Linked DNA regions of Tachysurus vachellii: region 1 is linked to region 2. The links are chromatin contacts, called in public Hi-C maps. All regions are on one chromosome and are shown on one strand. The core of a region is the stretch at or near the end of the contact, and the rest is flanking DNA. Distances in the headings are between cores, read along the strand shown.

Region 1 (5,364 bases), core at 2,058-4,557, 130 kb before region 2:
ACAAAAACTTAGAATATTTGAAGAATGTTTAGAGATACCCGCCAAGCCTGCTAGGCATTTTTATTTTTTATTTTTTACAAGATCGACCAAGAACCAAGAATGATAAAACTGACACCTTCTCTTGCCACCATGACCATGATCCTCCCGGAGGATATTGTGTCAGATCGAGGAGCCCAATATACATACCAGGTTTGGACAGACTTTTGCAGCCAATTGGACATTAACATAAGTCTCACCTCCAGTTATCATCCCCAATCCAACAGACAAGTAGAATGCTTGAACCGAGAAATCAGTTGGTACCTCTGGATGTATTGCAGTAATACCCAACATTGATGGAGCAAGTTTCTGCCCTGGGCCGAATATGCCCAGAACTCCCTCACTAACTCCTCTAAGGGCCTAACCCCCTTTCAGTGTGTGCTGGGTTATCAACCCTCTTTGTTCCCCTGGTCCAGTATGCCATCCGATGTCCCAGCCATAGATGACTGGATTCACTGGAGCCGGGCCATCTGGAAAAGTGCCCATGTTCATCTCCAGAGAGCTATAAGGTGACAACGCTTCCAGGAAAATCACAGACGACGACCGCACCCCATGTATCCCCATGTGTGCCGACGAGTCTGGCTCTCCACATGAAATCTGAAACTGAAACCCTGCCAGAAATTGAGCCACTGCTTCATCGGGCCATTCATCATCAACAGACAGGTTACCTCAGTTACTTACAGGCTCCAATTACCAGCCAATTATCGCATATCCCCCACCTTACCAAGTGATCTCCAGCCCTGAGCCACAACCGCCACTAGAGATTGACGGGACCCAGAGATGTTTGTAGAGAGGGGGGTACTGTAACATCTATGCCTTCTTCCAGCCACCAGAGGAAACCTTCTCCTGAGTATTGAGCCACTTCCAGGTTGCTTGGGCATTTAAGCAGTATGTACACTTCTCCAGTCACAAAGTATTGTTTCCTTGTGACTCATACTAAGCCGTTTGTTTTTACTAGCTTATTGTGTATTACCTCTTGTTTGTATTTTCTCAACTTCGATTCTCATGTATATTGGATTTGTATGCTTTCTCTCTGCCATTGATACTGTTTTTTTGACCTTTTTGCCTGCCTCCTCTTTTCCTGCTTTGGATTACTGTTTTGGATTTGTCTGCTCTGCTTCAATAATGCTCTGCTTATGGATGTGAATGCCACCGCCTCCGAGCTTCCATTACAGTAGTGCATGACTAAAAAAAGAATGGAAACTGTCACAGGGAACAAAATGGAGAGATGTGAATTTATAGAAAGGTAATTTACTGAACTTCCTGAACTGAAAATCTCCTCAATGTAAGTTTACTATAACTCCATTAAATGTAATCCCTCCAGTTTAAGTTCAGACAATGAAAACAGAAAAAAAATCTCATAGAATTTTTAATTGGTTTGAAGTTCCTTTCCATAAATATCATAGATAACATCATATGTGTCATTAATAAATCTCAAGACTAGGCTGGATAAAGCTTGTGACTGGTTATTGTTAAACCTAGAAATCTCCTGTAATTTGCCATAACTGCTACATGGCACCTGATATCAGTAAACAGTAACTAAAGTCTTCACTGGCTAACACACACTGGCTATTCATACAATGGCCTCAAATTGAAAGGATGATATTCTGAATTCAGTAAACACAGATATACTATATTATAGTCGTTCTATAATTCTACAGAATTACTTCTATCAGTTCAAAAATCAAATATATAATGTCTGACTGTGTTATCTAGACCATTAAAATGTGCAATATTTCCAGGGCTGATTAACAGAAACAGTGTCAGTGGAAAAGTCTGGCAAGAACTAAATGATTCTTCATGCAATCACAGAATTAAAGTCATACAAGTGTTTTAACGTAATACAAACACAGACAGTCATATAAAAATGCCCAAAGACTCTTAGGATTTATAGTTAAGAAAAAAAGAAGCCTACAATTCCTACATGGGCATCAGAATATTCAAAATTCCCTCTCAGGGGAGGGTCTCTACATTTACAGATGTAAGAATAACATCATCATTGATAGTGAGAGAGTTAATCTCGTTGAGCTCAAAAACTCGATGTTTGTACTCAAACAGGTTTTCATTGTTCACAGCCACTTTATAATCATCTGGAGTACACAAGATCTTCACCTAGGAAAAAATAACAAGAGACAGCATTTACAGTATGTGACCTAAACTAAACCAAAGTAAATCAGCATATTCAAATATTATACAAACCTCAAATGGCTGTCCTCGAATGAAAGGGAATGAGGGAGCTGCTCTTTCCTCTACATCCCACTCACTGTTTACCATGCTGTTTCTAACAACCACATCTTCATCAAAGCGAGGGTTAAAGTGAAAGGCAATGTCTTCATTTCTGAACAGATTGATTGAAAACCTGAGAATAGGAAAAATAGAATAGAAATTTACAATATCAAATAATCAAAGTACATATTGTCTTCTATAGGCCTACTTTTTTAGAGCTCCAAAATGAGATGAATAGATCAGAGACCCATTCACTAGATCAAGTTTGTTCTTACCTATTGGCATCAGGCTTGGGCTCCCCCTGGACAGTAATTAGCATCTTGTCATATACTCCAAGAGGCAAATTCATGTTGTATGGGACAGTCTAGTAAAGAGATATACATTAAAAAAGTATGTGTTTTACTCTTTTATGCTCTTACATATGTCATCTGAGTATATTTCAGACACACTGTAAAGAAGACTGTAAATAGTAACACAAGTACAAACTACCATCAATATTTACTAAAATGAAGGCTGTAGCCTGCAGATCGCTTGTTGCAGGATCGCTATTGAAAGCCTCTTCTAGCTGAGATAGAGAAATGAAATATATATATGAAATTATCTATCTAAAAAGAGAAGAATAAACTTTCCAGAAATGTTTGAAGGCTTTGGTTTTCAAGTACCTTCAGCTGTATTGGAGTTCATTCTGTATTATTGACTCTCTCATCAATTTAAAACTTGTTCACTTTATATAAGATTACTTATTATATTAGCATATTACATACAATTAAAAATGACATTAAACTCTGTTATGTGAAAGAAGTTGTTAAATGGTACAGTGCATGGTAAAGAACTACGGGTGCTTGGTAGAACTAATAAGCAATATTTTGTTGCGACAGGTAATTCTACACTCTCAGAAAAAAGATAAAACCAGAAAAGTGAGACGAACTTGTAGAGTCAGTTATGCTTATAGTGTACACATGGGTCTCAGGCATGGTCTTTGTCCCAGTCTTTTGTTAATTTGTGGTCCATAATGAATAGTGAATAAGGTGCACTTACATCCATGATATCTAAACAGAAAACAATAAAACAGAAATGTTAGTTTTGGAATTACTATAGACATAAATGATGTCTTTAGCATTTAGTTTGATATTTCAATATCAGGCAAATGTGCAGAGCACTTCAGAGGTGTGTTGGGTTAATATGCATTTCAAAGAATACACTATACTCTGCGTTTTCTTTTTTCCACCATACGGCCTGAAATTTAGGGCCAGTTAATTAACATTTCAATAAAAAAAGGTATAAGAAGCAGGAAAAAACTAGCAGGTTTAGACTCACATGAGAATATACCCCCACCACACCCAGTATCAGGTGAGACAAAGTAAAAGAATACAGGAATGTTATCTAATCTCTTAAAATATAAAGGACACAATGTCTAGTGAAATCCATATGATAATGTTACATTAGTGCATAATCTATTTAAAGTATGTAAAAAAAAACTTTCATAACCTGAGATACAACTGAGAAATTTGAACTATATCTAAAAAGTCTTATAATTTTTTAACCCACCTAAACTAGCATGTGCTTGTCTAAGCTATCACACAGAAGGATTAAACATTTCCTTGCTGCAGTCTTTATTGATGCACTGAGCAATGTTGAGCAGCACTGCAAGTCAAAAACCTTTCGAAATTCCAACATTTTACACACACAAGTTGTCCTCAAAAAGAAACCATCAAAAGACATCACACAGTTTTACATGTATATAATGTTAAATCGAGATTTCTGTTAGTGCCTTTGTCTTTCAACATTACATGACTAGTGATATGGCCACCTATTTGCCAAGGAAATAAGTAGCACAGGAAACTCAAATTCAAATTCAATTTCACATTTATTTGTATAGCGCTTTTTACAATTGACATGGCCTCAAAGCAGCTTTACAGAACATAAACATAGAACAAAAGCTTATTATAAAGAATAATATAAAGATTAATATAATACATTATTCAAGATTAATATTAGATATATTTAAATGTGTTTGTATTTATCCCCAATGAGCAAGTCTGCGGTGACTCAGGCAGCAGTGGCAAGGAAAAACTCCCTTGAATTGTAAAGGAAGAAACCTTGAGAGGAAACAAACTCAAAAGGGAACCCATCCTCATATGGGTGACTATAAATGTGACCCTATACAGTATGTGTGACTATAAATATACAGTCTGACAAACTCAGACTGACATGATGGGTATTTCTAAAATATCTGTTTATAATTGAAAAGCTGCATCTTAATTCATTTCAACAGCTAATCTATTGACAGTAAAGAGTCAGATTAGAATGGAACATAGCATGAAATATAAATAGTTACCTGATGCTGTGATGTTGTGAGCTAGTTGGAGATCAGGTCCGCAGGTAGAAAAGCAAGAGGAACATTAGCTGGGATTCTTTTTACAGACTTTTATAGGTCCTTTTAGTCCCTCCCCTTATTGTTACTGATCCATGAGTGCACGTGACCTGCCCAACTCTAACACTGTACCACAAGCACCAACACAAAACAGTCATTCAGCTGCAACAGCACACCTATCTGTGAGTTTTGCAACATTTTTGTCAGTGCCTTTGGATTTTCCTTATTGATTGTACACATTAATACACATTTTATATTTTTTCCCAGGGAGATAATGCACCAGGACCCAGAAACATAATCAGTGCAGTTCTAAATAACACAATCAAAGATCCTTCAAGGAGATATATAATTGTGTATGTTCAACTACAAGAAACTGAACCTTCTTAATTGATATGGCACCACTAACAAGTTTTACAACAAACTATCCAACCTGCTCAGTGTCAGCGCCGTAGGGGTTGAATTATGATCCATTTAAAACTACTTGGATGAATCACTGCTTAGTATGGAACAGATAATATACCATAAATCATGAACATGAAGAGGATCAAATACTGCTTAAAGATCACAGTATTCTTGGCAGTGGAAAACCATTAGCTTTATACAAGAATGTACTTATTCTTATAGAATTAGAAATGTAGCCGATTTCAACAGCAACACCTCACAATAAAAGGCTAACAAAGTAGTAAATCAAAAGGTTTTAAGTCAGATCTGAATTTGCTCGATTCCAC
Region 2 (5,160 bases), core at 1,815-4,314:
TCTTTCTGGATAAAGGCGTCTGCCAAATGGTGTAAATGTAAAAGTAACGAAAACAGTGCAATTTTAATGACAGATTTCCTCTCCTATAATTCATAATGGTGCTGGTCTTATCATTCATTATCTATGTACTATAATCAGCATTATTATCTTATCCGGATAAGAATGCAAAAGCAAGTTTTAAATGATTTAAATATGACTAAACATTAGGAGGCAGAGCAGTACTTTGATGAGAGGAGCTGTGGCTGCAATGGCAGCAGCTGTAATGGCTGCTGCAGTTGAAGCAGCTCCAGCATCCTGTGATCCAGTGTTAGGCTGGACTTCAGGAAGATTTGGTTCGCTGCTCTGTGGACATCCAGCATCCAACAACTGTACCCTAACCTCCCGCCTCACCGGTACGCTGTGGGATCTACATGGTCCGGTAAACAAAACAAAACAAACAAACAAACAAAAAAAACTGTGGTTACCATTTACATCTGAAAAGGATGCAATTCATAATGTTAGCACTAAAAATGTAATGGCTTTATGAGAATGCGAGCAAAAAGGACCTGTGCTTTAAGGCAGCAACAACAGCACCTCTCCGATGAGCGGAGTATCTCGATATTAACACATCCTGCCCTAGAAGTTTCAAATGTTTAGTAAAATGAAAAAAAAAATTATAATAATACAATGAACAATTTACACATATGTCAAATTAAGTAGTGTGAAAAAATTACCTTCCTGCTCTTTGTCCCTTGTTTGTGCGACCGATGATTTTAATGAATCTCTACCTTCTCTTGGAAGCTGAGAGAAAGAGAGAATGTTGGTAATTCATCTTAAACCATGAACAATCCAAAAGTTTCACTACACCCCAAACCACACTGTATTTAACCTATAGCAGTGTACATCCTGCCATGCTGTGGGAGCAGTTTAGAACTGTTTAATCATCTACATCATCAGGCTTGATAATTGGAGATGAATACAAACACATTTAAAAATGAGTCAAACATGAATCTTGAATCTTTGCATAACGTTAACCTTTTGGTACTTTTTACAATATTTCTTATGTTCTGTAAAGCTGCATTGAAACGATGTCCATTGTTAAAATCACTATACAAATAAATTTGGATTGAACTATCAAAGTAATTTTAGTTACTTGTATAACCTAAAATGATTATTTCATAACTAGTAACCTGAACTGAATAGTTTTAAATGACGTCAGTCACACGACTGTGTTTCTTATAGGAAGATCTTTTCATTCAACCTCATAAACTTAATAACAATGTCAGTTAAAATCTACCTACAATTTTATTATGCATAAGAAAAAATGCTGTTGATGCAAACTGTCCTGTGTCTGCATTTTATTTTATGTACTTGTAGAAATGATCGTAAATAAAAAAGCTCTCCAAAGGTAAACATAATGTACACACTCGTATAAAAATAAGGATATTGTAATAGCTTCATAAGATAAAAAACTAAATCTATTTTTGCAATTCGGAAAGAAAATAAATATTGTAGAAACATATTGTTGTCTCACATGACTTCTCCTGGAAACTCCATGACCTGGATCTGATGCTGTATGATGTTGGTCTTCAGGTGCTACAAAAAATAATATGTATGTTTATAGGAACACTTGCACTCTTATGCCTTTATAAAGTTCTCTCATCAGTCAGTCATGTAGCAGCAGCACACGGTGTAAAATCACAGGTCAAGAGCCTCAGGACGTGAAGAATTAAAGTATGACTATTTTAGACCTTAACTGTGGATCTCCTGGGATTTTCACACACAAAGGTTTCTATTGTTTATACAGTATGGTGCAAAAAAACAAACACATGCAGAGGATCAGAGGAAAATGTCCAGACTGGAAAGATCCAGTAAGTCATATAAACACTTTTTACAATTGTGGTGAACAGAAAACATCTCAAAAATACAACACACGACACATCAGACCTTGAGCTGAAGGATATAACAGCAGAAGATTCTTAGATTCTTGTTCTTGTCTAACAGGAAGTGGAACGTGATGTGGTTCCATGCTGTGTATCGCATCCTCCTCAGGGTTGTGTTGGGTTTTCTGAGTTGCTTTTAGCTCTGATGATATGAATAGTCTATGATATGAACACTAACTGAAGCTCTTCACCTGTATTTGCATAATTTATGCACCAAGCTGCTGCACCATGATTGGCTGATTGGATAATTGCAGATGTTCCTATTAAAATAGACAGGAAGTATATAGACGTTTTACATTTAATATAGAGGATATAAGAGAGAGAATAAAAGTACCTGTGGTTGAAGCTGAATGTGTGCTTACAGGAAGCACAGGAGGAAAAATCATCTCCTGAAATCCACTTTCAGCCAAACAGGAACCGTGAACAGAGTCTGAAAGTCTCCGGACATAAATATTAATATCTCTGTAGCCACAATCCATATTTTCGCTCCTGGTTGTCTGACTTTTTTGTTGAAGCACCGCTTTAGTGGAGCGAATTAACACATCAGCAGCATCAGAACTGGACGTGGATTCATCCAAGTTATTCACTGTAAACACGTCCATTGTCTCAAATCACAGACATAACACAGATATCAGTTTATTTCGTGCTATAATTATACACCTTATGTATATTATTAGACACTTTTTTGTTGTATTTTTGAAATATCTAAGAAGAATATGGATTACAGATTCAAATGACTGACAATGAGTCGTTCAGAAGAATCGGCTCACTTGTCAAGCAGGTAGGTTAGTTAGCTAACTAGCTAGCTAGCTAGCTATAATAAGCATAATTGTTCATGGTTGGTTATATAAAATCATTTAATATAAAAAAACGACTAAGAGAAAGCAGTTATTCACCTGTCACTCGAGTTGTAGAAGCTCTTTTGTTGGTGTTAGTTTTGAATTTGGCGCCGCTCGTGCAGTAAAATGTTGCTAAGCGACTCAACACTGGTTCATGTTATAAGCCGAAGCTCAAGCAGGTCTGTGGGCACAAAGCACAGTGTCACTGCACACAAAGCACTAGAGCCTGGGACGCTCACTGTAACGCGACAGTTTGTACAGATCAAACCACCCCAACTGCCCCTGACAACAAAGTTGACAACAGACGTGAAAATAGACACCGCATGACTTGTTTAGTTCGCTTTAAAATAAAAGTCTTTATCTGACGGTTTTTCCATTTTAAAATCCATTTGGATCTTTTCAAAATAAAAGTCATTATCTGACGGTTTTTCCATTTTAAAATCCATTTGGATCTTTTCAAAATAAAAGTTATTTTTCTATTTTAAAATCCATTTGGATCATTTCAAAATAAAAATCATTATCTGACTTTTTTATTTTAAAATCCATTTGGATCATTTCAAAATAAAAATCATTATCTGACTTTTTTATTTTAAAATCCATTTGGATCATTTCAAAATAAAAATCATTATCTGACTTTTTTATTTTAAAATCCATTTGGATCATGCTTTTTAAACCGCTTTTAAAATACACTTCTGCACCTTTTTTTTAATTTTTTTCATTGCAATACGACAAACACAAAATACACATTTTGTTCAATGTCACACAAACAAGAGGTATCAGTCACATAGGTTACCAGAAAAGAAAGTAAAAGAAAGTAAAAGAAAGAAAAAAAATACAAAAAAATTAATTATTTTAAAATATCACATATTTTCTGAGCTTTTTTGTTTTTTACTTTTTCCAAAAGATTACTGAATAACTTGAAATTATTTATAAAATGGGACAGATTTTACACTTCTGCACCTCGGGCTGCTTTGGCGCTGTGACTTACGTCACCGACAGAGTTGCATTTGAAATGTAGTCTTCATTTCCAATTGGTATTTTCGACATAAGAAATAATTGTGTCTTTTAGAAGTATCTAAAAATTGCACGTAAATATTTCATGTACTTCTTGTATGATACCGTTATGTTTGCAATGCAAAACGTTTTTTTTTAAAAAAAAAAAAAAAGAAAAACCACCCTGCGTCTAATTTTGTTACGAATGTGCGGCGGTGAAACGTCAATTTGTTTCGGCTTACTTAGATACACATGTCCTTTAGAGGCCCTACAGTTTGTCTCCGTCAGATCCAAAAGGTAATCAAAATCATACTGAGTTTACTGTTTACACACTTTTCTACCTATTTTATTTTAATATTGTTTGTCTCGTTAGTGATGTTGAGCTACAGATGAGCTTTAGATATGATGTCTTTATATCACTGTAATTATAGGGTGTGATTTTGTGTTGTTTTTGCTCTGATGTGCAGAACAACGGTTTGAGGTTATGGCTGCTCAGGTCACAGAATCGGATCAAATTAAACAGGTTGGTTCATTTAGGTGTTGGGCTACTGATCAGAAGGTCTTGGGTTCGAATCCCAGGTCCACCAAGCTGCCATTGCTGGGCCCCTGATCAAGGCCCTTAATAACCCTCAATTGCTCAGTTGTATAAAATGTCTTGACTCTGGGTAAAGGTGTCTGCTGTAAATGTAATGTTACAATGTTTTATCTTTCAGTTCAAGGAGTTTCTTGGCACCTACAACAAACTGACCGAGAGCTGCTTCATGGACTGTGTGAAAGACTTCACAACCAGAGAGGTCAAAGCTGAAGAGGTATGAGAGCCACTGAGATGAACAGATGAAATCATCACCCTGAAACACACTTCATTTGGTGAAACCGTAACATATGTGATCCCGTTAGTTTCTGGTGTTAGTTGTCACTGTTCCTGTAAGAAGTTCGGAGGTTATCTGATGCTCTTTTTGTTTGTTTTTTTGCTAGTGCACAGTGCAGTTTGCTAGGATGATCCCAACCATTATGGATAGCGTCGATGTGAAACACTATAGTGCATACAGCTGCAGTACAATGAGCATCTGCTCAGCTAGTTAGTGATCTATAGATAAAATGTAGATAAAAAGTTTAAGGTGTAAATTATTTGCAATGCATTCAGTTTGGATTCAATGGACCTTTTAATGTTGACGTTGATTAAAATAAACATCTTTTTTGACCGCATATTAGCTTAATTCTGATAACTGCATAAACAGCAATCTTTTCGCAGTGGGATAATTCTCTATTTGTGTCTCCTTTTCAGACTTCATGCTCAGAGAGCTGTCTACAGAAGTATCTAAAAATGACACAACGGATCTCGATGCGCTTCCAGGAATATCATATTCAGCAGAATGAGGCTTTAGCAGCCAAAGCTGGCTTATTAG

What was found. A called contact is a pair of places that touch in the nucleus more often than the background predicts.
Region 1: a contact with region 2 is called in a Hi-C map of muscle, with 4 times the contacts expected there. The contact joins the promoter of lgals3b here to the promoter of kiaa0586 in region 2. A contact is called at or near these places in 2 of 3 Hi-C or Micro-C datasets (blood and muscle).

The regions. Positions count from the first base shown.
Region 1 is chr10:13,494,114-13,499,477 of HZAU_Pvac_v1, reverse strand. lgals3b (lectin, galactoside binding soluble 3b) reads right to left here and starts at 3,307. Exons shown (of 8, transcript XM_060879776.1): 1 at 3,301-3,307; 2 at 2,538-2,626; 3 at 2,236-2,395; 4 at 1,993-2,148. The coding sequence starts at 3,306.
Region 2 is chr10:13,360,214-13,365,373 of HZAU_Pvac_v1, reverse strand. It overlaps kiaa0586 (KIAA0586 ortholog), which reads right to left and starts at 3,064. Exons shown (of 32, transcript XM_060879614.1): 1 at 2,819-3,064; 2 at 2,257-2,527; 3 at 1,514-1,575; 4 at 714-780; 5 at 546-615; 6 at 223-406. The coding sequence starts at 2,524. It overlaps timm9 (translocase of inner mitochondrial membrane 9 homolog), which reads left to right and starts at 3,967. Exons shown (of 4, transcript XM_060879050.1): 1 at 3,967-4,051; 2 at 4,222-4,277; 3 at 4,468-4,563; 4 at 5,040-5,160. The coding sequence starts at 4,239.